7 separate regions of the Mus musculus genome follow, and all the other regions are linked to region 1. The links are chromatin contacts, called in public HiChIP or PLAC-seq and promoter capture Hi-C maps. All regions are on one chromosome and are shown on one strand. Each heading gives the region's core, a stretch centred on a gene start, on an enhancer-like site or on the middle of the called end of the contact. The rest is flanking DNA. Distances are from core to core; before and after follow the strand shown. Region 1 holds the start of Cry2 (cryptochrome 2 (photolyase-like)). Region 2 holds the start of Ambra1 (autophagy/beclin 1 regulator 1). Region 3 holds the start of 1110051M20Rik (RIKEN cDNA 1110051M20 gene). Region 4 holds the start of Arhgap1 (Rho GTPase activating protein 1). Region 5 holds the start of Ckap5 (cytoskeleton associated protein 5). Region 6 holds the start of Trp53i11 (transformation related protein 53 inducible protein 11). Region 7 holds the start of Harbi1 (harbinger transposase derived 1).

Region 1 (3,160 bases), core at 586-3,085:
CTACAAAGTGAGCTCCAGGACAGCCAAGGCTCTACAGAGAAACCCTGTCTCGAAAAACCAAAAAAAGAAAAGAAAAGAAAAGAAAAGAAAAGAAAAGAAAAGAAAAGAAAAGAAAGGGGACGCGCGAGAGATGGTTCAGAGGTTAACAGTGTGTACGTTCCTTGCAGAGAACCTGACTTGGGGGTACTTCTCAGCACCCACAACAGGAGGCTGGTAACAGCCTTGTAACTCCAACCCCCAGAAACACTCTATTCAGGAGTCCACTAGACACTTGCCGTCACTCCTACACAGACACACAGCTAAACATGAGATTAAAAATAATGAAAAAAACCCAAGTGTTTAAAGAAAAGCATAGGGAATATCAGTTCACTCATCAAGTACTTGCAGAAGAGATTCAAAGGAGAGAGTCGGGCAGAGACTTGGATGACTTTAAGGCTCTGGCCAATGCAAGCCTCTTATGTTTGATTCATATGATCCTTCGGTACCAAGTACTGAGCTAGATTATAGTCTGATGGAGCTGACATACAATAGCTAAACAATCCCAGTACTATGTACTAAAACCGGAGGGTGGGGGGAAGACACCAAATGAGGTGAGCCCCTGTGCAGGTTGGGCCCAGGAAACTGGAAAATAACAGCTGTCACAGGGAAAACAGGAGGCACGAGGGTGTGGGCTGGGGCATGTGATGTGAGAGAACAGCATGTCCAAAGCGCTGGAAATGAGAGGCTCGTAATGACGCTGTAGTCAGAGAGTGGTGCCAATTAATGCCATTAAATTGCTGACTAAATTCTAGATTCTTTCATTGCTCATTCCCAAGATGGGGAAGGTGACTACCCATAGGATCAACACAAGGACAAATCGGAACAGTTCTCTGCTGGATAGCTCCAGCCCTCCATCCCAACTAGCCCATCTTAGCCCAAGTGCAACGGTTGCTGCACTTGTTCAATCAGCAAACTCTGCCAGAATCTCCAAAGAATCAAAGGATTCCCAAAGGAGACAGGAGAATATTGCCCTGCACATCTCTGATTCCCACATAGAATCCAGTTCAGAGTTTTGTGCAAAATAACTGCACTGTGTCTGCTAAACAGAACGTAAAAGAAATGAATTCATTTGAGGGCATAATTACTGCCTCAACCCACGTCCTCTGAAACCTTTGTCCTTTCTCCCAAACCCACTCCTGCCGCATAAAAGGGCGTCTCCTTTATCCTTATGCCTTTCTGTATGCAAATACCAAGATTCTCTGCGAGGAAGTGGATTTTGAAATCGGAAGATTCTGAGTGGAATCTTACTGGATTCATGGTATTGCGCAAGTCATTCAAACTGGGGCGCCCTAAGCTTACTTCATCTGCAGAGTAAGACTAACAAGCATCTGTTTTATTCGTGTTTATGAAATGAACGTTACCAGGATGAGATGAAAATAGAAAATAGGACAGTTTGTGTAAGGCAATCACCGCTCAGCCTCACATATGAACAGGACAATGAACTGTTAGAAAGGGCCCGGTAACAGGTCTGTCAGCCACCGGCCGGAGTCACCGCAACCCCTGTCTTTCCCGGGGACGCGAAATGCGTAGGAGATCCGAGGTCCCTCCAGACTCAGCCCACGCGGGGCGGACGCAGCGCGGTCCTGCGTCACCGGCGGGTGGCTACCAAGCGGGACCACACATGGTGGGAACGTGAGGGGGCGGAGCCTGCGCCGACGCTGCTGACCAATGGAACAGAGGGAGGGTCCCACCGGGTCTCACCCAATCACAGAGGCGATCCAGACTCCTTGGGGCGGAGTCATGCCAGGGAGAGGCTGCATCATAGGTCGCTGGGCGGGCGCTGGGCGGGACCAACGGGGCGGTCGGGCGGAGCGGCAGACCGAGACCCAGTCCAGGCGGCGATGGCGGCGGCTGCTGTGGTGGCAGCGACGGTCCCCGCGCAATCGATGGGCGCGGACGGCGCGTCCTCGGTGCACTGGTTCCGCAAAGGACTACGGCTCCACGACAACCCCGCGCTGCTAGCTGCCGTGCGCGGGGCGCGCTGTGTGCGCTGCGTCTACATCCTCGACCCGTGGTTCGCGGCCTCCTCGTCTGTGGGCATCAACCGATGGAGGTGAGGGGACCCTATGCTGCGGGGTGGCAACACCAAGCGGACTCCCCTGGGCCCAGGAACTCCAGCCTGCGGCCACTCTGACACAGCGTTTTTGCCCAGTGTGGCCCGCTCTGAACTCCTGGGAGGCCTGGGGGACAGAGGTCCCTCTATGCTGACGAGACTCTCGTCAAAAACGCGAAGTCAACCTGAGGGAGGATCTGCAGCCAGTCCCTGGAAGAATGGGGACTGGGCTTTTAGGGGTGTGCTGTGGGAGCGGAGAAAAGCTTCTTCAAGAGAAGTAGCCCCTCGTGGACCCCCCCCCCCCAAGGGCTTCCCTAAGCCTCGGATTTGTTTGACTCTCCCCCACGCCTCTTTTCCCATCCCGCGTAACCTCTCTTCACAGACAAACGTGGTGGTGATCAGGGAACCTAGCTTAGCATTAGCCGGTTTTAAAAAGACCCCAAGGGCATCATCGGGTAATGGCACTTTTGTGTTCTTGACGCATTTTTTTTAAAAAACATTGATTGGGAAAGGACATGCATGGCATGGCAGTGTATAGAGTTAAAAGGACGACTTGCAGGTTCTCACTCACCATACGGTTCCAGGGTGGAAAGCCGGGTGCCTTTACCCAATGAGCAATCTCTCAGGAGGTCCCCTAACCCATCTGAGAGGATCCCTGTGTAGTTATAACGTTGCTAGAAAGATATTCAAAGAGGGTTGCATCACCCGTCAGCTCTTCCGCCTGTTGTCATGAAGTGTTTTTTAGGAGAGCTGGGCCATTACAGATGAGACTTTTAGGAGCTGATGTGGAAAAACAAGAACACAATATGAAGATTCGGTGATAACTCCCAGGAGGCTGAACCCTTTCCCAGCATGCTGTGACATAATAAATCGGCATCTGATGTATTTTCTCTGTAACCAGTCTTCAGAAACAAGACGTTTTGATACACCATGTTCCCATCACTGTCTAAAGGCCTCCCTGCAGTAGCTTGGTTTGTTTGCATTGTTATGAGAGGTGTTTGCTTATGGCCTTGTTGCACAGATGAGTGAGGTAGTTCCCAGGAGACCGTGGCTCTCAGCGTCCACTCT
Region 2 (3,269 bases), core at 438-2,937, 700 kb after region 1:
CAGAAACTGATTTTCACAATCTATACACCCTTAAAATCAACTCTCCTATGACTTCTATATAGTGTGGAAACTTACCCAACATCAAACAACCTCCAAGACTTTTTTTTAGGATCAAGACATTTGATTAAATGAAATTAACAAAAACACTTAGACCTTAAGGCCTTGAAAAAGAAAAGAGAGGGCTGGCGAGATGGGTCAGCGGGTAAGAGCACTGACTGCTCTTACAAAGGTCCTGAGTTCAAATCCCAGCAACCACATGGTGGCTCACAACCACCAGTAATGAGATCTGACACCCTCTTCTGGTGTGCCTGAAGACAGCTACAGTATACTTACATATAATAAATAAATCTTTAAAAAAAAAAGAGAGAAACAGTAAAGTTCACAAATGATTCATCTTCAATTATGTTTGAATAATTTCTACACAGACTTTTGAACTCTTGAATAAAATGACTAAATCACTAACCAAATAAAAAAAAGTTTCAAAAGAGATTCCTTGGATTCCCTCCTAGAAAAGACCTCCACAAGACAAGAACCTGAATTCAAAGTCTTAACCATCTTAAGCATCTTCCATCTTGCACTAAGTACTTAACACCATAGCAGAAAGTTTCAGAACAAGCTGAAGAGTGGAATCAGTATTAATCAGAAGTAAAGTGGAAGTAAACAAATTATTTATGAGTAAACAAAACTAAACTATCCTTACTACTTTTGCTAAAACGATACAAACTTCGAAAAAGCAAACCCAGTCAAAAACATCACTTGCTCCCTTAATGTCTGAAGCCTCCAGTAACACAATATATGTTTCTAAGAAAGAAGAGTTCCAAAAAGTCAAATGAGAGACTGTTAAGTAAAAAGTGACCAGTAAAATGGGAGAATTGTGAACTGTTAAAGACAAAAAAAAAAAAAAAAAAAAAAAAAAAAGAACCTTACAGCACATTTAATGATCTGTCGAGGTCACAGGGAAAAGTCACGTCCCCTACCTCAGCCTCGGTTTCCCTACCCCAAAAGACTATAAGTGATATTTCGTTCCTAGGAGCTGGAGGGCCTAGTTTCAATAGCCTCCACCTACTCAAAAGGGCACTCCGAGGCTGAACTCAGTAGGGGTCCCCAGTGCAACTGAGCATGACATCCGGAACCGGAGTTGTAGGAAAGGAGAAAGGGAATAGGGTCTAAGAAAGCCAAGTTCCTACAATCTAGGGGTGACGACACGCGTCCAGGACCCGACATCCCCTCTCTACGGAACCCGGCCGGCAGCTTCAGCATCTCTCCCTCCTTCCGGCTTCTCGCTCAGTTCCGGGCCGCCCTCCGGCCGCGCCCCCGGGCGCAACCCCCTTCACAACGCGCACCCCGGCGGGCCGCGCGCTCGCCCACCGGCCGGCGCTAAGGTCTCCTCCTGCCTTGGGCGGAAGGATGCGGGACCGGGCCTCCCAGGCTCCTCCCGGGCCTACCTGCGAGGAGAGTGAGAGCTCGGCCCGAAAGCCAGCGAGCGCACGGAGCCACGGACGGAAGGCGGGGAGAGGCCGAAGAAAGCGAGGGGTCCGCTCGACCGACCAGCGGAAGAAAGCGGCCAGAGCCCGGGGCCTCCGGGATAACTCAGTCCAGGACCTGGCACAGCCGCCGCCGCTCCGGAGACATCAACCAAGAAGACGCCGCAAAAGATCATCGAACACACGAACGCCCAGACATCAAAGGAAGAGCGCCCCAGCAATCGTTCAAGGCACTGCAGCCGAGTGCCGAAACATTGCTCAGCTCCTGCTGCAAATCCGGCTGCCTTCCTAGGCATAAATAAACAAATCCAGATCATTAAACTATAGCGTAGAGTAGGCTGGGATTCTGCCATTTTCTGTTGGTGACAGAGTGTTAAAGTAATTTAGAGAACTAAATTTTTGAGACAGGAGCACGCTTGTAATCCCTGCTTTTTTTTTTTTTTCCTGGTACTTTTTTTTTTTATTACGTATTTTCCTCAATTACATTTCCAATGCTATCCCAAAAGTCCCCCACACCCTCCCCCCGTAGTCCCTGCATTTTAGGAAAGGAGGCATGAGGATTTGGAGTTCAAAGTCATAGTCAGTTAAGCACAAGGCCAAACTGGACTATATGAGACCTTGGTGGTTTTTTTTTTTTGTTGTTTTTTTGTTTTTTTTTTTTTTTTTTTTTTTTTTTTTGGTTGGTTGGTTGGTTTGGCTAGGTTTTGGTTTTTGTTTTGTTTTTTGAGTGTGTGGTTTTCGAGACAGGGTTTCCCAAGTGCTGGGATTAAAGGCATGCGCCACCAAAGACCTTGTTTTAAGTGAAAAAGGAATTAGCCTTTTGTGAGCACATTGATTGAAGATAAATCATAGCAGAATAAAGCTCGTCTTAATAGTTCAACGACTGCCGTACACTTAGAGACTTCTCACACTACTTGTCCCAGTTGAACAAATGACTTTACCACTTTATTCTTGGTTTCCCCTCAGAGCTGAAGAACAATCGCTATGAATGCTCCAGGTCAGCTTTAGAAGAATATCCAAGAGAAAATGGCACACCTTAATGTGGGAAGGGAAAGTTCCTGTACCTTGTTTTTAAATTTTTATTCTTTGGTTTTGTTTTGCCAGACAAGGCTTCTCTCTGTGTACCCTTGGCTGTCCTGGAACTGGTTCTGTAGACCAGGCTGACCTCCAACTCACAAAGATTTGCCTGCCTCTGCCTCCGGAGTGCTGGGATTAAAGGTGAACACCACAACCTCCCAGCCTATTCTATTCTTTCTCAAAAAAAAAACCACTTACTTCTCTTTTATTTTCTTCCAAGGATCTAAAGCCACAGTCCACAGTGTGCTTTTAGTTAGCTTCGTAGCTAGTTCACTAAATAGTTTTTAGAGACAGGATTTTGTGTGGCACACACACTGGTCTTGAACTCTGTGTATCCAAGAATGGCTTTGAAATTCTGATGTGCTTGCCTTCCTGTTCCACATTTGCAGTGTGCCTGAGGGAGTGTGAGAGACTGCAGTGGAGGCTCACACTCTATAGCTTGGCTGGCTTGGAACTCACTATGAAGCCCACGCTGACCTCAAGCTCACAGCAATCCTTTTGCCTCAAGCTAGTTGAGTGCTGGGATTATAAGCAACCATGCCTGGCTTTTTTTTTTTTTTAAACAGAATCTCACTATGTAATCCATATTACTTCAAAGTCTATCTTCCTCCCTCTGCCTCCTACTTGTTGGAATTACAGGCTTTTACAGACATATTTGATTTGTAGCTGATCCTAACTGTACTGGCCAAACTCCATACTGTACAATCA
Region 3 (3,400 bases), core at 34-2,533, 990 kb after region 1:
GTGACTCACAGGAGCCTAGAATTGAGACATATATACAAATTTAAGGGAAAGGGAGAATTACAAGGTCTGAGTAGCTCCTTTGGGGAGACTAAGAATAGGCCCCTCAGAACATAAGAGAAGAGCCTCCTCTTTACTTACTCCAGTGTAGGTGGTCTGTGGGATTCCCAGTCACTCCTTTGATGACATCAATTTCGTTTTCTTTCTTTGTCACAAAACCTCTCCTCTTTCGAAAACTTCTCCTTGTTGAAGGGGCAGGGACTTACTTCAAAACAAAACAAAACAAAACAAAACAAAACAAAAGTGAGGATCGAGTGGCTTTTTCTGCTAGGTTTGGACTGTGACACTGTACAGATCTCTTTCCTGTTCTTGCACAGAGAGAGGAGATAAGAAAATCTGGTTATTTGAAAAGAAAGGAATAGTCTTTCTTCTTCAGAAAGGATAGAGCTGAGGATATGTAATAAATGCTCTAGTTTCTGACCCATTTCCTTTGAGAAATGAAGTGACTTTGTAGGAAAAAGGAAAGGCACTTGGACAAGATGTCAAATAATAGGAAGTAGAAGCAGTCTCAAACGGCTAAAGGGAATTTGAGAGGAATGGTCATTAACTTACAGAGGACTTGATGAGTAGTTTTAAAAATTGCATTTTACCGGGTGTAGGGGCACACACCTTTAAAACATTAAAACCTCTGAGAGCTGCAGGCTCAGGCAGATCTCTTAAATTCAAGGCTATCCTGGTCTACACATCAAGTTCTAAGCCCGACTGGGCAATACAGTGAGACCCTGTCGAGATATATATTTGGGGCAGGGGATTTGTGGAGGTCAGAGGACAACTTGGAGGAGTTGGTAGGCTGTTTTCACCACATGGGGTCCCTTGGATTGCTCAGTGGCCCTTAGTAGTATCTCTATGCTAAAGACGTATCCCCGACCTCCAGAAGCTGCCAAGATACAAAGAACATTTTGTACCAACTTGAAAGAGTAAATCCTAAAAGTGATTAATAATAGATAATGAGATCTCAGTGTTAGGCGAGGCCATACATGATCATTATTGTTAGAATAAACAGAAACTATGAAATCCAGAAATTGCAGATATGAGCCACTGATAGTAATTCTTCAGCATCACAAAATACGACACATTCAGAGAATTTAATTCACAGATTCTAAAACCAAATCCCAAAAATAGGAGTTAAAGAAAATCAGACTCTAAGTGACTGCTTCCGGAACTTGTGTGATAGGCTCTACGTTGCCAGTCGGAGACTGTTTACGTGACACCCTCTCAGCCTTCTAGTTCTCCTCTGGCCGCCTGGGTGCCATGGCAACAGAGACAGGCTGTAACCTGGGTTCCGGAAGAAGAAAGCTGGAGCGTGGAAACTACCCGGTCAAAGGATGCTGAGTCCCGAGCGCCTAGCTCTACCGGACTACGAGTATCTGGGTAGGGGCTTTTTTCAGCGTCGGGAAAAGAAAGGAGTAATGTGTTAGGGGAAGGAGTGGGTAGGAGACAGGGGCGGAGCCTGAACGGTAGCGGGTCTGGATGGGACGGGAGGACAGAAAGAAGGGGTTCTAGGGCCTGAGCCTGAATGTAGGGCCAAACCTGGATGAAAAATAACATTTATGGAGTAAAGAATGGCTGAATTATATGGACTGGCTCTCAGGCAATGAGGACTGCATTCTAAGTAACACAATTAAGAATCTGAGGCCCCAAACAAGGCTATTATTGATAGGTTTGTATTGACGCAAACTTGGCATCTGAAATGACTTCAGTCATTTTGTAAATAATAATTTTGCCTTCATAGTGCACGGTTATTTCGAGCTTTTCATTTTCATTAGGCATTCTGCACGAGGTAAGCATTTTGCATGCAGCATTATCATAGAAGGGATTGCTGTGTTTGCTACTTTACAGATGGAGACACTAAGGCTAAAGAGACAATTGCATAAGACCTCATACAGTTAGTATTAGGATCAGATTTTCCCCTTGCAGAACTTGACCTTACCCTTGAGCTAAGGCTGTGTGGTACTAAGTACTGTACTTTGCTAAGCACCCTGCAGTGAGTGTGTAACACATTTACTGTATACGTTTGTGTATACACTTATTTTTTTAAAACATTTTTTATGATATTTATTTTTTATTTATATAAGTACACTGCAGCTGTCTTCAGACACACATTAGAAGAGTGCATTGGATCCCATTACAGTTGGTTGTGAGCCACCATGTGGTTGCTAGAAATTGAACTCAGGACCTGTGGCAGAGCAGTCAGTGCTCTTAACCGCTGAGCCATCTCTCCAGACCTTGTGTATACACTTATATGCACACATACACATTTAAAAGTTCATAGCTTAAACATTTAGAGTAGTTTTAAACTTAAAGAGGACTGAGCTGATAGTAGAGTTTTTTCCCTCTGTATCTTCTATTTAGCTTCTATTATTAATTTCTTGTGTTAGTGTGGTACATTTCTTGCAACTGAATATTAGCTCAGTGTGATTACCAACAGCCTATAGTTTATATTAGGGTCCACTCTTTGTATTGTACAGTTTTCTGGACTTGGACAAATTCATATTCTCATATATCCACATTAAGATGTAAAACAATCTTTTCATGGTTAAAACTCCTCTGTGCATCCCCCATTCATTCACCCCTCTCCTTGCTCCTTTCCTTTCCATGACTGATCTTATTGACTTCTAAAGTTTTGCCCCTTTGAGAATAATGGGAATCATTCAGTGTATAAGCTCTTCAGATGGCCTCTTTCGTGTTTCAGTAGGTGTTTAGGTTCCCCCTTGTCGTTTTGTGTCTTGATACTCATTTCTTTACATGGATGAATAACATTTTATTATATGAATGTACCATACACATTTTAAAATAAAATACAACTCTGTATACATATTTTGTTTATGTTTTGAGAATTGATCTCACTATGTAGCCTTGGTTGGCCTTGAACTCACAGAGATCCTCCTGCCTCTGTCTACCCAGTGTTGGACTCAAAGGAGTGAGTTTCCAGACCTGGCAGATGGTTAAAATTTCTTGATCATTTGAAAAGTTGATTCAAAATTGTTTTTTAAATAAAAAGATATTTATCTTGGGGGATGGAGAGATAGCTTAGCAGTTAAGAGCTCTTGCTACTTTTCCAGAGGAACTGAGTTTGGGCTGTAGCACCTACCTACCTACCTGTGACTCCAGCTTCAGAGGACCCAAGGGCCTCTTCTAACCTCTGCATGTGTGTGTGTACACACACACACACACACACACACACACACACACACTGAGGAGGGAGGGAGGTGGAGAGAGACAGAGCGAGTGTGGGAGACCTAATTGAATAATTAAATAATTTTTAAATACAACAAAATGGATGGCTCCTGAGGCATGGCACCCAAGGTTGACCTGGACTACACACACACACAGTCACACATAC
Region 4 (3,431 bases), core at 460-2,959, 780 kb after region 1:
CACCTGCTTCTGGTGCCTTCTGGGAGCCGGATGTTTATCTGCTAGTCAATGGGTAGATGAAGCCTGAGAAGGGAAATTCTAACATAAAATGGTAGAAATGAAATATATCTGCCACCTGCAAAAAGCCACTCTCTCAGATTAATATTCCATTTGGACCAGGTAAACCATTTACCTAGAAAGTATTTAAAATTCACTTCAGGCGCCGGGCGTGGTGGTACACGCCTTTAATCCCAGCACTCGGGAGGCAGAGGCAAGTGGATTTCTGAGTTGGAGGCCAGCCTGGTCTACAGAGTGAGTTCCAGGTCAGCCAGGACTATACAGAGAAACCCTGTTTCGAAAAATAAAAAATAAATAAATCAAATTAAATTAAAAAAAAAATCACTTCAGGCAAAGGCTTTGACTTTTGTAAAACAGTGATTCTCTCTCTCTCTGAAATTCTTGATGTTTGTGGACTTTTTCACTAGGAAAAATGAACAGATCCATGGAAACCTTGCATGCATTTTAAAGATTTCACAAACCCCCTGTTATTGCTTAAGAACCTATTTCAAGGGCTAAGTCCATAGCTCAGTGGTAGAGCGCTTTGCCTGCATACACAGGGTCTCTCCAGCACATGCGCGACAAGAGAGCGCGCGCGGGCACACACACACACCAAAGCAATTTATTCAGAGTGATGCACATAGCACCAGAGTTTATTCAGAGTCTTCACATAGCAGACTGTCATTAGCTGAATGAATGAATGAATGAATTTCATAAGTGGAGAAGGAAACGGATATTTGTACTATGAACTGGGCACAAATTCACCTCACAACTGCACTAGTAGTTCAGCATATGCTATAAAAACCATTTTACAGTTTGAACAAAAAGCGGGGGGAGGGAGGGAGGGAGCAAACTGCTACAGATCATAGAACCCAGACGCAGGATTTTAACCCACAAGTTCCAGTTTGAGGTGTTCTCTAGGTTAAAGTCAACCCCCTCAACAGTGATCTTAAGTGACTGTCGGTCACAAAGTTCACTGGGATCCAAGAGGCGCCACGAAAGGGCAGCCAGACTTCTCAGGGCAAACTGAAGTCACAGTACTTGCTGGTGCTGGAATCAGACTGTTTTGTGACTTTGGAAAAACCCAAATCCTACAAGGCTGCAACTCTAAACTATAATCATGTTTGCATAGAGTCCGAAAACAAACAACGAATGGAGTGTATTTCGTTTCACAAGAAAGTGAGATGAAAGCACGGCCTATCAAGTGACAAGGTGGATCACTTCCCCTGATTTCTAGCTCTCAGTGCTATGCCAGATCTGATCAGGACGACTTCTCCCTCCCTCCCACCGGCTTGCTCTGGCTTGGCCTATGCCTTGCAGAGGGAGGGCAGGAACAAGTCAGAGAAAGTGGCTGTCTTCTCATTGCAGGCGCCGAAATGGGAAAAATCCCGGCAGCGAAGAGACCCAGGCCCTCGGGCCCAATTCCACTCCCGACCCACTGCCTCGGATTTTCCCCTTTCCGACCCAATTCCTTCCGTTGACCAGAGCAGCTCTTCCCCACCACCACGCCCAAAGAGACCCCGCGCTCCGCAGCTCACCTCGTTCCGGCAATGCTTCCTCTGCCACGCCTGTCAAAGCTCGGCAAACATCCGGCTCCGAGATGGGAATGGGAACCGCCCCCTCGGGGGCCCCCAGCTCCCCAACCACTTCCGCCATTTCTTCTACCTACTTCCGGCTTGCTGCCCGGACCAAACAAGGCTTTCTTGGTGCTCCGCCCACTTCCGGCAATCACCTGACAAAATGTGAGGTTAATTAGCCGAGCTGTCCGACTCGCCGCTACCTAAAGTGAGTGAGTTGGGTTCCGCTTTTCCAGATGCAGGAAACTAGCGGGCCTCTGAAATCCTAGGTTCGTATCGCCCATCGGACAGGGTTTTATCTGTCAAGTACTTCCAAACTCCCAGGTCCATCCTTCAATGATGCCTAACCACCCGGATTCTTCCTTGAGCTTAAATTTGAAAATCAAGGACTGTTTCCGGGAGGAACCGGGACAAAAACGCTCACTTCCGGTAGAGGGGAGTGGCGAGAGAATCTCTGTCCCACGATGAAGGAGGTGGAGGAGGTGATCTTGGGGAAAATAGAGCCGCACCGTGAGTGACCTGCGATGTCTGCGACCCTCAGCCCTGGACTAGATGGCCACAGCGTTTTTCTAGTCAGCGCATTCCCTTACATCCCTTTTTCTCTTGAGCCTGGGATCCTGCTCCGGTGCCCTAAGAGACTAGACTCCCTCCCAACCATTCAAGGGCCCTACTAACTAGAACCTTGCTAATCCCTCGGACTCTTGGGTCATAGCTGACCCTGTACCTCTCTTTCCCCAACCCCACGCCTTCATGGACCACTCCTTTACTGCCTTCCCGTCTCCCTGCAGCCCCAGAGCCACCCCTGGGCCAGGATTCAGGATGGAGCCCTTCCGGAAAAGGCTTTGCTCCGGGCCTCAAAGCCTGCCCGCCGGGTACGAGCCCTGCCATCCTTGTTCTAAGGAGCCTCCCCCAGGGCTTGGCCGTGGGCCCCTCGAGATCCAGGAATCAGCACTTGGGGGTCTGGTGTGTAGGAGCACCCCTGCAGCCCGGCCTGCATTGGGGACCTCTGGAAGATGAGTCCGTCCTGGAGAAGGGCGAGGGAATGAAGACACCGCACGAGGAGGTATTGAGGAGTCGGACATCTGTCTGAAAGTTTGGGGGAGGTTCAGACATTTCCGGACAGCTCTTCCAGTTTGTTAGAAGCAGGATATTTTCAAACTCGAGAAATAATTGTCCCTTCATTGCAGCGCTGTCTTGCTCTACCTAAGCAGCAGTAACTAAAGCAGATGCAAAGAAGTTGTGAGAACCTGAATTCCTACTGTGTTGGCAGAGACAAAGGTCAGAAGCTAAGGTTACCAGGATCAGATTCAAACCTGTTAACTAGTTAGCTAAATTACACACCTAATATTACTCACCTGTAAAAGAAAGTTGTGGCTGTTACCGAGATCCTTTGGAAGACCAGAGGACACGATGCAAGCCAAATACGCCTGTGCTTTGTAAGCATTAGTAAGGATTGTTTAAAAGTATTGGTGCTCTTGCAGCGTTTTCTGTTTGGTATTTGCTGAAAGGCTGTGCTGTTTAGAGCTTTCCACACCTTTAAGGAGAGGTGAGTGGACTCTCTGGTCTTCACTGACTGAAGATATAAAACAGCACCATAGAACTGGGCGCGGTGGCACACGCCTTTAATCCCAGCACTGGGTGGGAGGGGGGCGGGGGGAGGCAGACGCAGAGGCAGGCGGATTTCTGAGTTCGAGGCCAGCTTGGTCTACAGAGTTAGTGCCAGGACAACCAGGGCTACACAGAGAAACCATGTCTTGAAAAACCAAAAAAAAAAAAAAAAAAAAAAAACAAACCACACAGCACCATAGTGTAGAGGCA
Region 5 (3,365 bases), core at 4-2,503, 910 kb after region 1:
TATTGGAAAAAAAAAAGTTGATTTTGATTTTCTCTTTATTAAATCGTACTTGACCAGTCACTTTAGAAAAGTCTCAAATGACCATTAACTTGATTTATATTCTCGCTCTTTAGGTCACAGAAGATGTTTTCAGGGTGATGAAAATGGAGAAAAAATATTTCACCTTTCTAAAAATGAGTTTCCAGTTCTATAATTATGCATAATGTAATACAAGCATCCTATCTGGGCCAAGATTTAATGCCTTGGTTCCTAGGAGAATTAAGAGTCATGCATAAATTTGGGACAAGTTCTGCAAAAACCTCTACTGGTGCTGAATCAGAAACTCATTGTTAAGATTCATCAACAAGAATATATTCTTTTACACACAGCAGCCTCTCTGGCAACATCTCTTTCATCCTGCCCTCCGCAAGAAACAAAATGGGATGCATTCAATCTTGCATAGCAATTACCACGACTTTGGGCAGCTCTCTCAACAAGGATTTGCTAAGCGCTAAAAAGTGAGAATCTCATTCACCTAGCGGCAAGGCCTGGCTCACCTACCCTGCTGGCTATTGTACTGGTGCCGGAAACCTTCAGAGCTGCAAAATCCCTGAACTCTGCTGACACTTTCTGAGGGAGAAAACCAAGGGCGGGGCGGCGAATGAACAGCATCCTTACAAAATCATCACAGGTAGTGGACGCAGGGATGGAGGCAGGCCCAGGCACCAGGCTCTGGTCCCGGCTCGGAGGAGACAACTAGGCCCTTCACACCCACCACAGCCCTCCCGTGCTCTTGTTCATTCATTTAACAATTCCGCGAGGCGCACTCCTCCACCAAGGGCCTGCCGGCAGGGCCCCCGCCCCGGCCTCGGACAGCTCAGCCTTCAGGCGCGGCCCGGGGCCGCCAGCGAACCTCCGAAGCTGCAGCAGCTCCCCCGCCGCGTGCTCTGCTCACCTGAACCCCCAGCCCGGGTCACCAACACAAGCGAGCGCCCACGCCCCCCGCCCTGCCAGCCGCGGGCTCCCAGGCCTCCGCCCCGCTCCGCCGCCTCAGACCTGCCGGGTTCGCGAGAACGCGGAGGCGCGCGTCCGCGGGGGCCCCGCCCGCGGCCGTGGGTCCTCTAGCGCGCGCGACGCCGGGTCCCCAGGGTCCAGGCCGGCAGGTGAGACCCACTGCCCACTCACCTCTGCCGGGTCAGAACCGAGGGGCCTGCTCTAAGCCGTTTAAAACCGCTTGGGCCGCCGCACACCCCGCAGTGTCCTCGTTGTTCATTGGTCCTCGGAGAACCGCCTATCGCCCCTTTATTGGTCCGTTTGAAAGAGCTGTGGGCACGCGCCGCCTGCGGCCTTAAAGGGAACGCGCGCAGCTGTGTTTCCCAGGGCTGCGGGTCAGGTGCTTGTCACCCAGTGGCTGGAGGAATGGCTACCAAGGCTTCTGATAGAAGAGCGAAAGGTGTGTGGAAAACTCTGCATTTCCAGTCATGATCACGTTGCCTTTACCTACTGATGTTTAAACTGCTGTCAACATCTCCCTCCCACACCTTTTTTTTTTTTTTTTTTTTTTTTTGGAGAGCTTGCAATCATTCTGTGCTGAGAGGAAAGCAAGAGGCAACTGAGATGTAGTGGAAGGAGCCTCGAATGCTAAATTGTAGTCTTGGACTTCTTTTGAACAAATCACTTTTCTCAGTTGATCTGGACCTCTGTTTCTTTGTGTAGGAAATGGGATAATTATGTTTTCCTTACAAATTTAATGTAAATGTTTAAATTTCCTTACAAGTTTAAATTAAAGACCGTGGTGGCACACGCCTTTGATCCCATCTGAGGCAAACAAATCTCTGAATTTGAGGCCAACCTGGTCTACAGAGCCAGTTCCAGGACAGCCAGAAAAATCCTACCTCAAAAAACAAACCAACCAAACAAACAAACAAAAAATCAAATTTAATGTAAGGATTTAGTACAACAAGCTGAGAGTCTAGGAATGGCCTTTATGAACTACAAGATTTACTTCACAAATGCTTGTGCTTATGAAAAGGAGAGGATTCATTTGATGAAATATGATTGTCAAAAATCTATTTTACTACATTTCATTTATGTGCACTATGGGGTGTGGTACAAGGAAGTTCAAGGACAACTTGCTAAGCACCAGTCCTCTCCTTCCACAATATGGCTTCAGGAACTCAAATTCAGGTCCCCAGACTTGACAGCAAACACCTCTACCCATTAAGCCATCTTGCCTGCACTGTTTTAGTCTTTGAGACAAGGTTCCACTCTGTAGTCCAAGCTAACCTGGAACTGGCACATAGACCAGGATGCCTCAAATTTGTAGCATCATTCTACCTACACCTTCCAAGTACTGGGATTACAGACACGTGTATAACAATGATTTTTTTTTTTTACAAATTTAATGTGAGGATTTAATATAACAAGGCAGAGACAGACCGATCTTTGATTTCAAGGCCAGCCTGGTCTACAAAGCAAGTTCCAGGACTACACAGGGCTACACAGAGAAACCTTATCTTGAAAAACCAAAACCAACCTAAGAAACAAAGAAACAAACACCCAAGAGTTAGAGAAGAAAGATGTGAGTATGGTGGGTCTCACCTGTAATTTTAGCACTCTAGGGGTAGAGGCAAGAGTATGGGATTTGAGGCAAGCCTCAGCTATGTAGTGCATTGGAAGCCAGCCGGGGCTGTAGGATGTTGTCTCAGAACAAAGATTTGGAGACACAAATGCTCAACCTCACTGTTAAATTTGAGTGCAAATTTCTAGGAGGACAATTTTGAGATCTACAGATTCTCTAGCTCAGTAATGCTACTAAGAGGCATTTATTATGCACATATACAAAAAGTGTAAGAATGTTACTGAGCCACTGGGATATTAGAAACAGAAATCTGGAAATCACATGGCCATATAAATTATGGGATGTCCATAGAACACTGCACTCTAGGTACCAACTTGTGTATTAGTCAGAGTTCTCCAGAGTCCCAGTCCCCTGGGATTAAAGGGGTGTACTACCTTGCCTGGGCCTCAGCTTTTCATGGCCATTATGCCTCAAGATCTTCATGTCAAGATACAGGTCAGAAGCCTGTGTCTTCCAACCTCAAGATCTGGATCGCAAATATGTCCTCCCATTTCTGCAATGTGGTTCATTCCAGATGTAGTCAAGTTGACAACCAGGAACAGCCATCACAGCAGAGGTGGGCCCTATTTTGAAAAATGAGTCCAAGAAAGAGTCAGGATTAGAGCCCAGAGCCTGGGAGGGCTGTTACTGCCCAAATGGAAGTGGAAAATCAGGAGAGGCCTGTCTCACGGGAAGGGAGGAGAGGCCAGTTTTAAGCTTGTTTACTCTCAGGTACCAACGAGATGTTTAAATGGAATCATCTAAG
Region 6 (3,242 bases), core at 490-2,989, 750 kb before region 1:
AGCGGCAGAGGTCCTGGACCCAGAAAAATCAAAGCCAGGAACAGCAAGTGAAGGCAGACATACCTGAGAGTCCAGAAGAAGAGAAGCTAAGGCAGAGGGCACCTAAGACACGAAGGCCAGAGGGGACTCTAGGAGAGCGCTCTGTCTGTACGAAGGTGACAACAGAAACCCGAAGTATATTCTGACTTTCCAAAGATCCTACAGGAAAATAGTATTTTTTTTAGCCTCGGACTGAGCCAGAGGCTGCCACTAAGGGGCGGGTGGTGTTCTTCCGGATTCTTCCAGGAGCCCACCAATCCCGCCGGCGGCAGGTGGCGGCCTTTCTCCAGGAGCCTCCAGACGGGAGACACAGCTGGGTGGGTGTCCCTGCAACCCAGGGACTTCTACACTCTCTCCAGGCCCCATCCAGAAAGTTTTTCTAAAAGAAACGAAACAGGAAGTCCGTGCTGGGGGACTTTGAGGAGGCCTTGGCCGTGTGCTTGTAAAGCTTTGGGTCAAAGTGGGAGTGGGTCCTGGGCCTATCCCTGCTCCTCCACCTCACAGGCAGGAGGAGAAGCCCGCTCCATCCAGGATGCAAGAAGGCGACGAAAGGGGAGCCGAAGCGAGCGGCTGGCCTCGCTGTGCCCCGAGGATGGTGCGCGTAATATTTTCTGCGCACTACACGGGACCCCAATCCATCCTGCGCCAGGCAATGGCGCTACACTTTACAGCTGTCTGCGCGGTTTGGGAGAGAGAGTCGCCCGGGTCCACCTGCAATACCCTCCTGACACCACCACCCCCGACTGGGGTCAGGCCCAAACACTTTTCTGCCCGCTCCTCTCCAGCAGGGACTCAGGAGTGTCGCCGGCTTTGCCCCTTCCCCCTCTGATCTATCTTCATCTCCGCGCCGAGGACACTCCCCCACTTTGTGAAGCGAGAGTCCGCGACTCCTCCAGTCCCCGGCACCCACACAAAAGGTCCGGCCAGACCACTGGACAGCGGGAACCCCTCCACCTTCTCCGCCCGCGTACCCGTGGGGGCGAGGACCCGGAAACTCGCAAGTTTACACCGCGCAATCCTCCCGCCGGGAAACAAAGGCGGGAGGAGGGGGGGCGGTGGCGAGAAAGGGGGAGGGGACCGAGAACCAAGCGCTGAAGACAGAGACCCCGGGATAAAAGAAACTGCTTTACTCTCCGCTCTCACTAGCTCCGAATCAAAGAGATAAAGCCCTGGAGGAGGCCGAGAGCGAAATAAACAGCCCCTGGGGAAGGAGGTGGCGGAGAAGAGAGCTGGGGGAGAAAGGGAAACCGAGTCAGTGCAAGGGGACAAACGAAAAGGACAGAGGACAGTGCCAGTAGGAGCTCAGCGGGGGTCTCGGGCGCCCGCCGCCCCGCAAGTGCCAAGCTGTCCTGGCGCCCGGCTGTCGTTCGCAGGGTGCTCGATGCCCCCAGCGGTCCCTAAGGCCCCCCGGCGTCCCCGGGCTGCGCTGCGCAGGCAGCGGCCAGCGCGGTGGCAACGGCGGTGAAGTGTGAGGCTAGCGGCTGCCGGCAGCAGACTTACGTTCCTGGCGCGCGGGGTGCTGCGCTCGCGGAGCTGGCGTGCCCTGCGGACGCTCCGGCCCGGGGAGTCTCACATCGCGGCGCCGCGCTAGGCAGGCAGGGCAGGGCAGGGCAGGGCAAGCTGGACTCCTGGCGCTGCTGGGCTCGCCCGAGTCTGGCGGCCCGCACTGGTCCCTCCTCTAGTGCCGCGCACAAGCCAATGGCGCGCCGTCCCCTCCCACGCGCTGGGCTGCCTCGCCCCCGAGGTGGCCGGGGCGGGCACAGAGGGGTTGGGGGGGAGACCCAGAGCTGAAACGGAGGGCCTACCGGGAGCCGCCTGCGGAGGGCGCACCCTCGCTTGGCTAGGGGGATCCCCGGACGGGGACAACCTGCCGCTGTGCCACCCAGGACTTTCTCGGAAGTTCTGAAGACAGCGCCCCTTTCTCCCGGACTGCAAACATACCCCTACGGGTTTATGAAACATCCATTCTCAGGCCTAGGCCGGTGTCTAGGGTGGAAGGAAGGCACCTGCTATGACTGTTAGGGTCCCCCACGGGTGAAACAACACGGTTAAAAGCAATTTACAATTCATCGTTTGCTAAACCACTTTCAAAAATAAAACCTTAGCGTTCCCAGCAGTCCAATAGGACTAGTCCCAGTTCACAAAACTTCGAGTCATTAATACATAGCCAAGGCCTTAAGATAATTGGTGAATGAGTGTTCTGTCACCCAGGTCACCCATCTCCCCAGTTTGGTGTGAATCCCAAATGACAAGAACTCTTACCCGCTGAGACTTCTACTGCAGTTGCTGTGCTATGTGCTGCGTGTGGCAAGGTTGGATCTTATCTGTGGCTTCAGAGTATTTGTTGGTGGAAGCAAACAGCTCATGCCAAGAGAGAGTCCCAGGTGAGTCTTGAGAAGTCTCTCAAACTAAAAAGACCAGCACCTACAACCTGTCCCATGCCTGGCTCTGGACTCCCTGAGAAACCCTTTATAGCAGTTGATTTTTGCCCAGGGCCCTGCTTCCTGCTGAAAGAAACCTCTGGATCTTGTCTTCTGGACTGATATAGTAAAGGCTTGAGGGAGGGTGGGGACTGAGAGAAGCAAGGTTGAAGGTAAAGAACTGGGGCAGAGATGGAGAGTAGCTGCCCCTCACTATAACTCAACTAGGTGTGCCTCTGGCTCCAGAGTTAAGTTTTGCTTTTCTGCTCCAGGCTACAGAACTAGAATACCTGGGTTCAAATCCTGGCTCTGTTGTTTAGCTTAGCCCTAGGCAAGCAAGTTTCCTAACCTCTCCAAGTCTTGCCTCCTTACCTACAAAGGGGTGTGACCTTATAGCAGGAAGTACCTTGTGGCTGTTGCTGAGATTCCAGTTACAGCTGCAGGCCATGTTAACCAAACCTGATCATGTGTGAGGTGCTAACATACCAGGTAGGCTCCATGGCCCTCCCAGTGGCTGGGGCTGGACAGGAGGGGCTGTGCCCTTTGCAAGGAAGTAAACAGAAGAGTGTCTGGTGCATAGCAAGTCAGCTCTCAGTGGCTGTTAGCCTCCTGATTACCAAGGCAACTAAACTCCCTTCCCACAGTGCCACCCGCTTTTGCTGAACACCTGGCTAGTGATGACCAGTAATGAATGAATCACTCAGCCGTCATGTCTGTAGCTCTGGATCAGGCCTGCCTGGAGGTGTGTGGAGTGAAGTGCACATCCAAGCCACCTGTCCCTGA
Region 7 (3,150 bases), core at 466-2,965, 720 kb after region 1:
TCAACTGGAAAGTGAATAAACTGTGAGGCCCGTTCCACAAGGGCTTCAGTGACATTTGCAACGCAGCGACTCATAGAGGCCTGGCTAATTCCAATTGCATCTCCCATCCGAGTCTGGAAGGACCCTGAGGTATAAAACCCTAATGCTGCCAGGATCTGTGTCTCAGGGCTAATAGCCCTAGATCTCTGAGTAGGCCGAGAAAGGCTTGCCCCCAAGAGTTCCACTAAGAAGTATATGAATTGTCGGGGGAATCCATACATGGACATCAAGTATTCGTCAGTCACATCATCCAGCTTAAAACGGTCCAAGGTCCGGTGACCTCGGCCATACAGCAAGAGATCACAGTCAAGCACTGTTATTGGAATAGCCATTGCTAATGTGGAGGTCCTCTTCTATCTGCTTTTCCCGAATTTTTCCCAGCGCAGTAAGTATCAGAATTCAACAGCTAACCATCAGTTAAATGGCTCTGACATTTATAATCTTCTTTCTGTAAATGTTAATTAAAAGAAAAAAATAATTAGAAACGTGATCCAAACCATACCAAATGACTCAAAACCTACACCTTTTTCAGCCATTCACTTGTTAACTCTAGATTTATCTCCACTGACTCACTATTGTATGACAAACTTGATCTAATTTGCAGACAATAAGAGTTCAATCCCAGTGGCTCATCTACTGCCTGGCATTTCAACTGAGAACAACACATGAGAACAAACAATTTACAAGGTAAAAGAGGTCTGTGGCAACCAGGAGACAGCTGACAAGTTGAAAACACCTTAAGGGTTACTCAGAGGTTTGTTTTGCAAAGCCCTATGGCTCCACAGATGAGGGAGTGCTCAAACCAGTCCAACTAGAGATGTAGAACAAAGGGGGGGTGGGGGGGGGGGAGAAAGGAAGAAAGACAGTCTGTGGCCCTGCCTGGGGACCTACACTGTCTGCTGTAACAGGCTTTCCCTTCATCTCAAGAGACCCAAATCCCGAAGCTTTAGGCTAGAAAGGAAGGAAGAGTATAAAAGGAAGGAAAGGAGGAAAAAGCTAAGTGAACCAGGTAGGTCTGGAACACCGAGGCCACTTTTCAACCCGCTTTCAAAACAGTATTAAGGGACAAAGATGGCTCCGAGGGCACAGGGTTTGCCTGTGAAGCCTGGTGAAATAAATTAGTTGGCTATCTGAGATCCATATGGTGGAAAGAAAGAATCGTCCAACACCCTTGCCACATCACGCCCGCCTCCAAAACATAAATGTATTTAAAAAGTTTATTCCTTTAAAAGCCGTGTAAGTAAAGATGCCCCAGCCAGGAATGGGCTCACTGTACTTGGGAAGTGTAGACCAGAAGATCATGTGCGAGGCAAGCGTGGACTACGAGCACCAGTCAAAACAAAGTAAAACAAAACAAAAAGCTCCTAAGGCTGGTCCAGCCTGTAATGTTAGCATTCTGGAAACTGGGTAGCATCGCCGCGTGCTCCATGCCTGCTGGAGCTACATTACGTTCAAAGCTAACCTGAGTTACACAGCGAGACCTTGTCTCAAAAATAGTAAGATAACCAAAGTCTGGCTGCTCGACCCAGAATAACCGAACGCTGATCGCCACCTTTCCGTAGCTACCGGATTAACCGGAGCACTCTCCACCCTCGGGGCCGAAGAAGGCCCGCCTCCGGAACCCACGGCCGCACACAAGCCGCCACGGTGCGCAACAGCCGCACCTCCCCTTCCGCGTCAGCGCCCGCCCCACGCCGCGTCATCAGCACCTCGGCCACCGCGGCCTGCGCTTCGCTTCCGTACATTCTACACGAAGCCCAGTCTCCAACTCCCTAAATTCCTTCCCAAACCCTTTTTTTTCTCCTAAAAGGCTTTAAAATTAATCATATGATTTATTTCTGGAAATAAGCCGCCTTTCTTGAAGACTCTGATGTACAGAAATATTAAATAGGTCGTTTGTGGTGTAGCGAAAGTGCAGCTGAATTTAGGCAGCTGCATTTCCTCCGTAGCGCTCTACCTCCCCACCGCCTGCACTGAAGCGGATGAAAACAAACACTAAGGATGGCGGCGCCGGGCAGCGACTGGTTGCTGGCTTAGGGCGGGAGAGATCGTTTGACGTGTGAAGGGGAAGCTCTGAGAAAAACCAGTCCACACCAGTCCGACAGCTTTTTCAGTTCTGGGATCCCGGAGCCTCGTTAGCGTGAGATATCTCTCTGCGACCTGTGCTGTCACTACCGCCCGGGAGCGCGGAACCCTCTGCTGGGAGGTGCAGTTGGCCGGCCCCAGGCCCCGGCCTCCGGAATGAGAGCCCGGAGCCACTCTCTGTGCCGTAGCTTCGCAGGTACTCACTTTTGAGGGTAATAACCCCCGGATCTTTCAGCGCCCCCGAGTGGGAGGTCACTGATCTGTGTTCCCTTGGCCACCACCTTGGGGACGCCCAAGCCAAGCAACCGAGGTTCAGTTCCATAATCCCCTGATTATGTTTTCTACGAGAAGTTGGGTTGGTGTAGACCCTGTTGGCTCTTGAGGCGTCCCAACCGTTACAGACATCCCCCGAAATTTTCTTGCTACTTTATTGTCTCTTTGAGTTATGTCAAAAAGATCTATTGGAGAACATTTGTAGGGCCGTAACTCCGGTGTTGGGTATCAAGGTAGGTTAGGTAAGTTTTCAGTCAATCAAAAAAAATTTTTAATGCCAAGTATGAAGTCCTCCTGTAAGTGAGGGTGACTTGACTAGTGAAAAAGGGGACTATGTTCTTACTGGCAGTGGAATAACCTGCGAAAACCTATTCTCATTAAATCTCTGAATTAAGTGGCTAAGCACCTTCTTGGGTTGTAAATCTCTCATTCACTTTTTTCCTAGTTAATCTGCTCAATCTATCCTCAAGGTAACATTCCTTTGTTGGCTCCCCCCTCCCCACTTCGGTGGTAGCCCGTAGCCCAGGTTGGCCTTAAACTCCTGTGCTTCAGTTATCTTCTTCACTCAGCCTCCTGAGGAGCTGAGAATACCGACGCAGGCTGTCACAGGCCTAGGTTGGGATAGTTGGAAACAGGGTTCACCTATGCAGCCAGGGTTTGTTTGCCTTGAGTTACTGATCCTCCTTTCCCGGCATCGTAAGTGTTGAGATTATCTAGCATATACCATCATGTCTAGTTTTGAAATTCTCCTAA

What was found. Promoter capture Hi-C pulls out the DNA fragments that hold promoters and counts their contacts. HiChIP or PLAC-seq counts read pairs in DNA pulled down with a chosen protein or histone mark.
Region 2: a contact with region 1 is called in a promoter capture Hi-C map of pre-B cells, with 5 times the contacts expected there. The contact joins the promoter of Ambra1 here to the promoter of Cry2 in region 1. A contact is called at or near these places in 4 of 39 promoter capture datasets (hippocampal neurons, liver, pre-B cells and 1 more), 2 of 115 datasets of contacts at active chromatin or transcription factors (the SCID.adh cell line and cardiomyocytes) and 2 of 9 other capture datasets (adipose tissue and liver).
Region 3: an HNF4G HiChIP or PLAC-seq map of pancreatic cancer cells shows a contact between it and region 1. The contact joins the promoter of 1110051M20Rik here to the promoter of Cry2 in region 1. A contact is called at or near these places in 1 of 39 promoter capture datasets (liver) and 1 of 115 datasets of contacts at active chromatin or transcription factors (pancreatic cancer cells).
Region 4: a promoter capture Hi-C map of pre-B cells shows a contact between it and region 1, with 4 times the contacts expected there. The contact joins the promoter of Arhgap1 here to the promoter of Cry2 in region 1. A contact is called at or near these places in 6 of 39 promoter capture datasets (the 3T3-L1 cell line, the HPC-7 cell line, liver and 2 more), 2 of 484 Hi-C or Micro-C datasets (CD8 T cells and pre-B cells), 2 of 115 datasets of contacts at active chromatin or transcription factors (memory CD8 T cells and stem cell-derived neural progenitor cells) and 2 of 9 other capture datasets (liver and macrophages).
Region 5: a promoter capture Hi-C map of pre-B cells shows a contact between it and region 1, with 3 times the contacts expected there. The contact joins the promoter of Ckap5 here to the promoter of Cry2 in region 1. A contact is called at or near these places in 1 of 39 promoter capture datasets (pre-B cells) and 1 of 9 other capture datasets (adipose tissue).
Region 6: a promoter capture Hi-C map of pre-B cells shows a contact between it and region 1, with 2.0 times the contacts expected there. The contact joins the promoter of Trp53i11 here to the promoter of Cry2 in region 1. A contact is called at or near these places in 3 of 39 promoter capture datasets (the C10 cell line and pre-B cells) and 2 of 115 datasets of contacts at active chromatin or transcription factors (both in embryonic stem cells).
Region 7: a promoter capture Hi-C map of pre-B cells shows a contact between it and region 1, with 4 times the contacts expected there. The contact joins the promoter of Harbi1 here to the promoter of Cry2 in region 1. A contact is called at or near these places in 8 of 39 promoter capture datasets (the 3T3-L1 cell line, 3T3-L1-derived adipocytes, the C10 cell line and 4 more), 2 of 484 Hi-C or Micro-C datasets (the Ba/F3 cell line and CD4 T cells), 7 of 115 datasets of contacts at active chromatin or transcription factors (the SCID.adh cell line, cardiomyocytes, double positive thymocytes and 4 more) and 2 of 9 other capture datasets (adipose tissue and liver).

Annotation. Positions count from the first base shown.
Region 1 is chr2:92,432,744-92,435,903 of GRCm38.p6, reverse strand. Cry2 (cryptochrome 2 (photolyase-like)) reads left to right here and starts at 1,835. Exons shown (of 12, transcript NM_009963.4): 1 at 1,835-2,092. The coding sequence starts at 1,881.
Region 2 is chr2:91,728,556-91,731,824 of GRCm38.p6, reverse strand. Ambra1 (autophagy/beclin 1 regulator 1) reads right to left here and starts at 1,687. Exons shown (of 18, transcript NM_172669.3): 1 at 1,446-1,687.
Region 3 is chr2:91,442,597-91,445,996 of GRCm38.p6, reverse strand. 1110051M20Rik (RIKEN cDNA 1110051M20 gene) reads left to right here and starts at 1,283. Exons shown (of 9, transcript NM_175123.5): 1 at 1,283-1,428. The coding sequence starts at 1,383.
Region 4 is chr2:91,648,396-91,651,826 of GRCm38.p6, reverse strand. It overlaps Arhgap1 (Rho GTPase activating protein 1), which reads right to left and starts at 1,709. Exons shown (of 14, transcript NM_001359970.1): 1 at 1,575-1,709; 2 at 4-63. It overlaps Zfp408 (zinc finger protein 408), which reads left to right and starts at 2,036. Exons shown (of 5, transcript NM_001347175.2): 1 at 2,036-2,123; 2 at 2,402-2,676. The coding sequence starts at 2,078.
Region 5 is chr2:91,524,650-91,528,014 of GRCm38.p6, reverse strand. Ckap5 (cytoskeleton associated protein 5) reads right to left here and starts at 1,253. Exons shown (of 44, transcript NM_001165989.2): 1 at 1,165-1,253. It also overlaps the pseudogene Gm13770.
Region 6 is chr2:93,186,045-93,189,286 of GRCm38.p6, reverse strand. It overlaps Trp53i11 (transformation related protein 53 inducible protein 11), which reads right to left and starts at 1,739. Exons shown (of 8, transcript NM_001025246.2): 1 at 1,540-1,739.
Region 7 is chr2:91,709,417-91,712,566 of GRCm38.p6, reverse strand. It overlaps Harbi1 (harbinger transposase derived 1), which reads right to left and starts at 1,715. Exons shown (of 3, transcript NM_178724.5): 1 at 1,316-1,715; 2 at 1-487. The coding sequence starts at 371. Atg13 (autophagy related 13) reads left to right here and starts at 1,975. Exons shown (of 17, transcript NM_001355419.1): 1 at 1,975-2,320.